Linked DNA regions of Mus musculus: region 1 is linked to region 2. Evidence: chromatin contacts called from public HiChIP or PLAC-seq data. All regions are on one chromosome and are shown on one strand. Each heading gives the region's core, a stretch centred on a gene start, on an enhancer-like site or on the middle of the called end of the contact. The rest is flanking DNA. Distances are from core to core; before and after follow the strand shown. Region 1 holds the start of Dapp1 (dual adaptor for phosphotyrosine and 3-phosphoinositides 1). Region 2 has its middle 18 kb from the start of Gm31678.

Region 1 (4,537 bases), core at 541-3,040, 160 kb after region 2:
CCCAGACACATGGTCAGGTATGTTTGTGTCCTGAGTGTGCTGACAATTCCAAAGCTTAGATCCTGCTTTCAGGATAGGATTTGTTTAATTAAAGAGACAGAGTTGAATATTTTCTGGATCTTTCTTCTCCTTTGGGTATCTTAACTTCAGAGGCTGGAGAGTGCAAAAAACACAGGTACAAACCTTGGGAGCTGGCCAGTAAGGTCGGCTCTGAACTGCTTGATTCTGGGCTGGATGCTCCCAGAGAGGCCCTTATTCTGTTTTTTTTATTTGAAGAGAAACGTGGAGAGTTTTTGGAGCTCTGAAGACCTCATAAGGAGTTTCCCTTATTGAAAATCCTAGCTGTCAATACCAAATGGCAGTACAGGTCCTTGGCTTTAAATTTAAACAGAGAATTATTGAGAGCTGCTTTTAGACTTTTTATTAATTATCATTACATGTGTGCATGGTGTGTGTGTGTGTGTGTGTGTGTGTGTGTGTACCCGTCTGACATATCATCTGTGTGGAGGTCTGCCGAGTGGGTCCCAGGACTCAATCTCAGGCTTAGCCAGGCTTAGCCGCAAGCACCTCTACTTGCTGTGCCAGCATAGTGCCGTGAGAAATTTTACAGTAACACAATATAAAATGATACAATCTCTAGTGTAAACAGAAATTTCAACCCATTCTCAGAGGAGGATGGGGCCTCTGGCAGGTAGCTGTCTCAGCTTTGTTATTTCACTGATGTGACCGATAAGATGGGGTTTAAAACCCTTTCGTGTTTATTGCCATCCTATGCAAGGTGACAGTATGTCTTTATGTCATTGGGTGATGAGGAATTCCAGCCACTTAGGTAGACAACAGGTCCAGAGTCCTCTCTCTTGGGAAACACAAGCGTGTAGGTGCAAGGCTTTGTCTCCAAGGAAACCTCCTTTCTTGTCTGAGTAGCCCTTTTTTCTTTACTAAATGTCCGGATGAGCTGTGTCATCAGGGTCCCTTCTGATGAACTCTGATGATGTCACCTAACCTAAACCTGTCTATCTGAAGCCAGGCTGTTGTTATCTTGTGTCTAAAGGCTATGAAAGAGCTCCCATTGCTGTGTGAGAAGGAGGCACCGTAGAAACATGATTGTCGTACAAACTTCCTCATTCTTTTTCTTTTGAAAAAAAAAAAAAATCCCTCTTACTCACAGCCGTGTAGTCTTTCTGTTTATGGAACCAGTGACACAGTTCACTGCCAAGAGGTGCACTCAGAGTTCTTCCACCTCACTTTAATGATAAACTAGCCCAGTATCAAAGAAACAGACGATTGTATGCACACTCCCCAGCTGCTGAAGGATGCCCAAAAGTTGATTTTTTTTTTATCACATTCTCTCAGTGTAACTGTTCTCACTTTTAGAAAAATATCTTACACTTTTACAATGAATCAGCGCCCCCAGAAGGAAGTTCCTACAGGTCAATTAAACTGGCCAGGTAGACGACCATCAGGTGGCAGTGGGAAGAGACTCGAATCCTGGAAACACTGGTCAGAGCGGCGATTTTTCAAGGAACTGGGAAGTTGTACTCATCGAAAAAGCGCTCTTACCCCAAATCCTGGAGCAGGTCTGTGCCTCCATCTGCTCTGCCCCACAGCTCTGAGGGATCCTGGGTACTCATGTTCCCTCCTAGAAGTTCTGCTCTGCCCATAAGTTCCTTTGCTTCTGATGGCTGACTCCCCGCCAGGTGCTGTATGAAGAGAGAGATGGGATCGGCTGCTGCTGGACGCGCTGCTCCTCCTCGCTAAGGCAGGAGCCGGCTGGGGCTGAGTCTCTGGCTAGCAAGGAAGTGAAACTTGGTTGCTCCTCCCACACTGCCTCTGCCACCGTGGGCCTGAGGCATAGGCAGGGGTGTTCTGTCAGTCAGGAAGTGTGCTAACTAACCCCTCTGGCAGCAGAGCACCTCAGTCACCACAACGTATTGTCAAGTTAGATTTTGCCAAAGAAAACAGAAGGACCACCCGCCCAACCAGGATGGGGCGATTAGGTCAAACTCTTTCTAGGAGTCCAAACTGTAGCTTCTCCTTACCAGGGTTTGCCTGTAGTTTGGGGGGGGGGGCGGGGAGGGGGCTATGTGCACGCGCACACCCACCTCACACAGCGGCACAAGGAACACCGAGGAAGCTTCGACGTCAGATACATCTTCTGAAGGGGTTAAAAAAATTATAGGTAAACAACCAGTCCTGCTCTAACCTACTTTGTTTCTGGTACTGGCTCAGGATTTCTTTCCAATATTCCCTTGAGGTTTCTGTAGGGGAACACTTGTTTCTCTTATGGAAGAAGGTTTGGGGGCAGAGGCTGTCGCCAACATGCCCAAAGACCTGGGTTCCATCCCCGCACCCCATAAGATCCTGTAATCCCAGCACTCTAGAGGTAGGGGCAGAAAAGTCAGAAGTTCAAGGCTATCCTCATCTACTTGGTGAATTTGAGTCCAGCCTGGGCTATGTGAGTCCCTGTTTAAAAAACAAACAAGGCAAAGGACTGAGTAAGAAGGCAGAAGAAAGTTAAAGAACAGCATCTGTCGGGGGTGTACCCAGTAGGCTGAGCTACGCTGTCCGGGGGTGTACCCAGTAGGCTGAGCTACGCTGTCCGGGGGTGTACCCAGTAGGCTGAGCTACGCTGTCCGGGGGTGTACCCAGTAGGCTGAGCTACGCTGTCCGGGGTGTACCCAGTAGGCTGAGCTACGTACGCTGTTCGGGGTGTACCCAGTAGGCTGAGCTACGCTGTCCGGGGTGTACCCAGTAGGCTGAACTACCCTGGATGCAGTGGTGTTTAGACTCATAAAGAGGAAATTCCATCTGCCTGGATGTGTATCAGTGGATGGATAAAGAGCTCTCTCTCTGCATGTTCCCCCTCCAATATCCCAAGATGAACTAGGGTTCATCTGAGGGCTGTTCCATTTGGTATCCTAAAGAGACTGATAGAACGAAGACCTTGTTCTACACAGGCTGCCAATGTCTCCTTAGGAACCGTCCTCTCTTCTGTTTCCCAATGGTTCCTGGGACTCTGGCTTTCTCTGGTGAGAAAGTCCTCAGTGCCTAGAGGCAGTCCTGGGGAGAAGCAGCTCTGAGAACACACATATAACGAACCGGCACACACTGGCTGCTATAGTTCTCTCAGACAGAGGAATATAAAGTGTCGGGCAGTGGTGGCGCATGCCTTTAATTCCAGCACTTGGGAGTCAGAGGCAAGTGGATTTCTGAGTTCGAGGCCAGCCTGGTTTACAGAGTGAGTTCCAGGACAGCCAGGGCTATACAGATAAATAAATAAATAAATAAATAAATAAACAAACAAACAAACCAACCAAACTTAAAAAAAAGATAAAGTGCACGTCAACAGAAAGGGGGCAGGGAGGGCTCCAAATCACTGGGCAAGCCATGCAACAGGTCCCCTGCTCCTTCCTGCACATTTCTCCAGTGCTGGACTGTCCTTTTCATCCCATTTTAGCACATTTGGGGGGAGGGGGGGAGTCCCATTTCTCTTAATCTCTTCCCTTTCATTCTTTCTTTTTTCTTTCTTCTTTCTCTCTTCTCTCTCTCTCTCTCTCTCTCTCTCTCTCTTTCTTTCTTTCTTTCTTTCTTTCTAGAACAACCTAAGATGATTGACTGATTTCTTCCCTCCCTTCTTCCTTCCTTCCTTTTTTCTTCCCTTTTCCACCCCCCACCCCCCAGCCTGCCTCTCTTAACTTGCTTCCCATCTACTGCCTTCTCCTTTGAGAGCATCTTCCTGCTGGCTACTCGTAGGCTCCCCACCCTGTCCTCGCCTGCTCTCCACCTCTGCACCCAGCACTGTTCAGCACTCTCCGCCACAATGAAGAGTTGGTGTCTACAACGCTGGATGTGCATGAGAGCACCTAACAGCACACCTTATGTTAGGCCATTTATATGGTGCTTTTATCTCAGCTCTACTCTATTCGGTGCATATCAGTGCTTGGTCTGCTTTTATGCTTGTCTGTTGCCCACAGAAATTGGAAGAGATCCCCTCATTCCCCAGTACTGTAGGAACTGAATCACGGGCAGTTGTGAGCCACCGTGAGAGTGCTGAGAATCAAGCTGTGGTCTCCTGAAAGAGCAGTACCAGGGCTCTTAAATCCTGAGACATCTCTCTAATCCCTAAATGTTAATTGTTTTTTTTTTTTTTTTTATTAAGGAAACCAATTTTTGCTTTCAAATACCCTCTCAAGGTGTGTGTGTGTGTGTGTGTGTGTGTGTGTGTGTATCATTAAACAATTTTGGATTACCTTTTTTGTTGTTGTTGATTTTTTTCCCCTTTAGCAATGCTGGGGACTTAACCCAGGCCCTCATGAATTCTAGGCAAGCATTCTACCAATGAGTGATGTCTGGAATCATTGTGTGTGTGTTGTATGTGTTCACATATGGACAGCTATGTGGAAGCCTAAAGTTGATGTCAGGTACCTTTTTTGGTTATTCACCACTTTATTAACTAAGCAAGGTCTCGCTCTGAACCAGTTCTGATTAGTCTAGCCAGCCAGCTTGCCTTGGATTCCAGCCGCCTTCATGCCTGCCT
Region 2 (4,518 bases), core at 847-3,346:
CTTTCTTTCTTTCTTTCTTTCTTTCTTTCTTTTTTTTTTTTTTTTTTTTTGAGAAAGCCTTTTTAATTCTTTATTCTTTCAGCACGCTGCCATCGTGTGGTAGCTTTGCTCTTTCACACACAAATCCTTCAGATGCAATTATGTTGTACAATGACCCCTGCTCCTTCCCGGGGCTGAGGACGAATTCCTCTAAAAAGCTGAGAGGAGAATAAATGTCTCCCTTTAGTCTAGGGTATGATAGAAATCTGTGTGTAATTTGCTAAGTTTGTGATGTATGTATAATTTGCTAAAATGAAAGAAGGGATGTGAATGAAGAACATGCGGACACGAAGGAAGCTAAAGAAGACTTAATTGGGACATCTGGTCAAAACCCTTGCAGACAGTTGAGACAGGACCATCCTCAAGTCAACCTAGGCTTTACTGGGAGAGCCCAGTCTCACCAGAAAGAAAATTAATTAATTCAAAATTAGGATGTAATCTAACAAAGTTTTTCGTAAAATACTTGCTATGAGTTTTGAAATTTTGTTCCTATGATACGTTTTTATACTTGACACTGTATGTGGTTTTCTGTAAACACAGGAAAACCCAGTGAAATTAACAGAATTAAATTCTATCATGCACGAGAGCGTGATCGAACAGGTCTGTATCCCAGCACTTGGGAGGTGGAGGCAGGAAGATCAGAAATTCTCATCTCTGGTGGCTACATAGTAGAATCCATACTCAATAAACTGCTCAATAAAAATTCAAAGAGCCCTTGTTCCTGTCTGAGGTTCAAGCTGACCAGACAGAAAACCCAAATCGTGTCACTCACATTCCAAGCTGTTTGTCTATGCTTCTGCAACATTAGGACTCAGAGCTAATATCCAAATTTCCCTCGGCTTAACCCTCCCAGTAGAACCCAATGTCAACCAGATGGGTCTTCTATCCTTGGCCTTAGAAGGAAAGCCAGTTTACAATGGTCCATCTACTCTTTGTCCTCTTTTGTGTTCTTCCTGTTTCCACCAGCCTTTCCCTGTCTATAAAACCAACCTCTGCCCAGCCCACAGAATACGAATGTTCTAGTTTGTGAAATAAAGCATTGCCCTATTCTAGAAAGACATTGTTGTAATTTCATCCTTGAGAGGTCTCAGGTCTGCCCACATTTGGGAATGGTACTGTCTTAGGAACTCACCACTGCCTTTTTCCCCAAATAAGAAGTCAATACAACCAATGGGATGGCTCGCAGCTTCCCGGCACGTTAACTATTTTAGATCACTCACAAGATTAGAGTCATGGATTGATAGCATCATGCATCCCCCAAATTCATATGTTGAGGTCCTAATCTCAAGTCCCTCAGAATGTAACCTTATTTGGGAAGAGGTTCTTTACAGAGGTAATAAAGTTAAAATGAGATCATTAGAATAGGCCCAAATCCAATACAACTGGTGTCGTTATAAAAAGAATAAATCTGAACACAGTGACATTTATAAAGAGGAGAGGATATGGAGACACAGGGAAAAGATGGCAATCAGCAAATCCAGAGGAAGGGCCTGAATCAACCCTTCCCCTCACCACATGCCCAAGAAAACCACTTACCCACACTTGCTCATGAATGTCTTAAACTCCAAGATCATACTTCTGTTGTTCAGGGTCTCCTGACTCTTTAAAACATTTTTTATTTGTTTTTTGTTTACGTTATAAATGATTTATCAGCATGTACATCTATACCCCATGTGTACCAAGTGCCTGTGGAGGCCGGAGGAGGGCATGAGACCCCCTAGAACTCTAATTACAGACTTTGATGAGCTGATGTGTGAGTACACAGTGCTGAACTTGGAACACGAGTGCTTTTAACCACAGCGTCATCGCTCCAGTCCCAGAGTCTCCTGACTCCTGAACATTTCTATGGAGAAACTAAAGCCAAAGAAAGCTGTGACATGCCCCAAAGTCAAAGAATGCCAATGGGGCAGAATCAGGATGGTTCTCATCTTTGTTATTTTTCACCTGTCACTCCAAATACCTGTTGTTCCTCCTCAATGCCTTCCTTTCCTGGAACAGCCCTTCTACACACTGTTTCCTCCCACTGCAGACAGAAGACCCAGTAAAGGGCACTGTTTCCTCTTTCTAGTAGTCTCTATTTTTTTCATTTGAGAGAACTCCTTAGGCTGGCTCCAATGCCCGCAAGCCAAGAATGTGTGAAGTAGGTGAAACTCACTTAAATTAAAGTGTTCTAGCCAAGGACGCTTAGAGTGTACCAATCAGTAGCCAGTGGGGAAACAAAGAGCTAACAGCAAGGGTGCAGAGGTGCTCTTCTTGGAATACACAGAATGCAAGCAGATTAGAGAGGTAAGCTCGGGTTTTCTATGAAATGGAGACTTGCAGGCCAGTAGTGTTTTCTTTTTCTTCTTTCACTTTTGCATCTGACAGAATGAAATCTACAAGAAATAGGCTGAATCATTGCAGTTGAATCTCTCAAAGCTGTTACCGAGAAGTGGAATGGGTTAAAGGGTAAACACACCACAACCATCTGTTCCTCTTTTTAAAAGAAGGAGTCCAGATTTGGGCGTATTTCTTTAATAAGAGCTTGAGACATTAATGGAAATTTAGGGCTCAGAGTTTTTGTTTTCCATATTATTCATAGTGATTACAAAGGGGCGGAGCCTCTAGGGTGACCAAGGACTCTTTAAAGTTTGTGTAGAAAGAGCAGTTTGCTCCTTTGATGGGATCACTGGCAAGGCCTTTGCTTCTCCCGTTGTTTGCCAGGCTTAGACTACTGGGCTGTGTTCTAGATACCATAGAGACATAAATAAACCAAAAGTATTGTTTGGCAGTTGTCAAACCGGGAAAGGTATTGACATACTCAGTAATGAGTGATTACTCTCTTCAGTTACCTGAGGACATTTAGTTACAGCTGTTCAATGTGTCTGGGACAGATCAAAGGTGTGCACCACCATGTCCAGTGTGGGTTCCATCGTTTAACTGATGGTAGGAAGTGGAGAGAATCTGTTACTCCATCATAGTTACTGGAATTTAATATCAGGGATTTGCAAAATAGCAAATTCCCTGCTCACACTGGCAGGGGCTAGAATTCCCGAGGCTCTTTCTCAGTCTTGTTTCCTTCCTTAAGCATCTTTGCAAAGCAGTCCTGGCAAACAATGGGAGAAGCAAAGGCCTTGCCAGCGATCCCATCAAAGGAGCAAACTGCTCTTTCTACACAAACTTTAAGAGTCCTTGGTCGCCCTGGAGGCCCCACCCCTTTGCAATCACTGCTTATAAAGATTCTAGAGAGCAGCCAAGCAATCACAAGCCAGCTGTGCATGCTCCTCCAGCCCCAAGCCAGTCTCCAGATCTGAAGGAGCTCAGCGACAGGACCTAAGCACTGTGTGCTCCTCAGGAGTGCTCTATAAAGGGGCGTCGTCACTCAGCATGTTAACATCTGCAAGAGAAAGATTCCTCTCAGTATCTTATGAGAAAGATGTCTGATATATTTTGGATAAATGTCCTATATATTTTGCTTTTAATTCATCAATTTGAGCATTGTCCATTTTGATGGCCAATTCCCGTGTCATAACCAATGTTATTTGTGTTTCCTTTTTCTCCCTGCCTTACTCCATTGAAGCCAGATCTGTCTTAGAAGCTGCAGTGGGGCATACAGCCAGTAAGCTGCAGCAATGGTAAAATTAATAATAACAGCAACAACATGGAAAGAAATAGAGGAATGCACATAGTATTGATTGCTGGCCTTCACATGTGCACTCACAGAGGAACACGCTTGTCCATATACAACCTCACACAGGAAAATCCCTTCAACTTGAAATAGCTTACTATTAAGATTAGACTGTTACTATTGCTGTGCAGTAGGTTGATGGTTATCAAGCATGAAAGTAATCTTTTCTGACTGAAAATTAAGCACAAATGCCTAATTCGCTTGGCCTTTTAAAGTTGTGAAGATAATAATTTAATGTATGTATATAGTGGAGAGGGCAACAAAAGTCATTTACCAAAAAGCAGGAAGAAATTTAGAAAGGAAATTTCACTTTTGAAAATTAATTTGAATTATCTATCAAATGTTTAAAGTGTTTCAGAAAGAAAAAAGTTTAATGAAACATAGCATATATACATATATATACACATATATATATTCAATGTATTATATCATATATATATGTATATATATGTATATATATATATATATATATACATATATATATTCAATTGCATTGAAGGTCAAAGTGATAGGTTATGTATATTGCTCTTCCAAAGTATCCAAGTTTGATTCCCAGTACCCATGTCAGGGGGTTCACAGCCACATGTAGCTCAAGCTCCAAGGGCATTCAATGTCTGTGGCTTCCATGAGCACCTGCACTCATTCATATATATATATACACACATATACATATACACATACACATACTCTTAAAAATAATAAAAATAAATTAAAAACAATTCTATACAAGACTGATCCCAATCGCACATGGGAAGAAAAGGATCAACCCCTGCAATAGTCCTTTGACTGCTACAATTACACTGTCACACTCC

The links. HiChIP or PLAC-seq counts read pairs in DNA pulled down with a chosen protein or histone mark.
Region 1: a contact with region 2 is called in an H3K4me3 HiChIP or PLAC-seq map of bone marrow-derived macrophages, with 2.2 times the contacts expected there. The contact joins the promoter of Dapp1 here to the enhancer-like site in region 2. A contact is called at or near these places in 1 of 484 Hi-C or Micro-C datasets (stem cell-derived cardiac mesoderm) and 4 of 115 datasets of contacts at active chromatin or transcription factors (bone marrow-derived macrophages and embryonic stem cells).

The regions. Positions count from the first base shown.
Region 1 is chr3:137,979,759-137,984,295 of GRCm38.p6, forward strand. It overlaps Dapp1 (dual adaptor for phosphotyrosine and 3-phosphoinositides 1), which reads right to left and starts at 1,791. Exons shown (of 9, transcript NM_011932.3): 1 at 1,561-1,791. The coding sequence starts at 1,661. The region is part of intron 2 of Gm19708 (a long non-coding RNA gene); the gene reads left to right.
Region 2 is chr3:137,818,810-137,823,327 of GRCm38.p6, forward strand. No RefSeq gene overlaps it. Among named protein-coding and RNA genes, the nearest start is that of Gm31678, 18 kb to the left of the region's middle. Within about 2 kb of position 2,097, at least 26 of the 459 cell types and tissues checked have an H3K27ac peak or open chromatin away from gene starts, as enhancers often do. A contact at or near this core is called in bone marrow-derived macrophages, where this site is marked.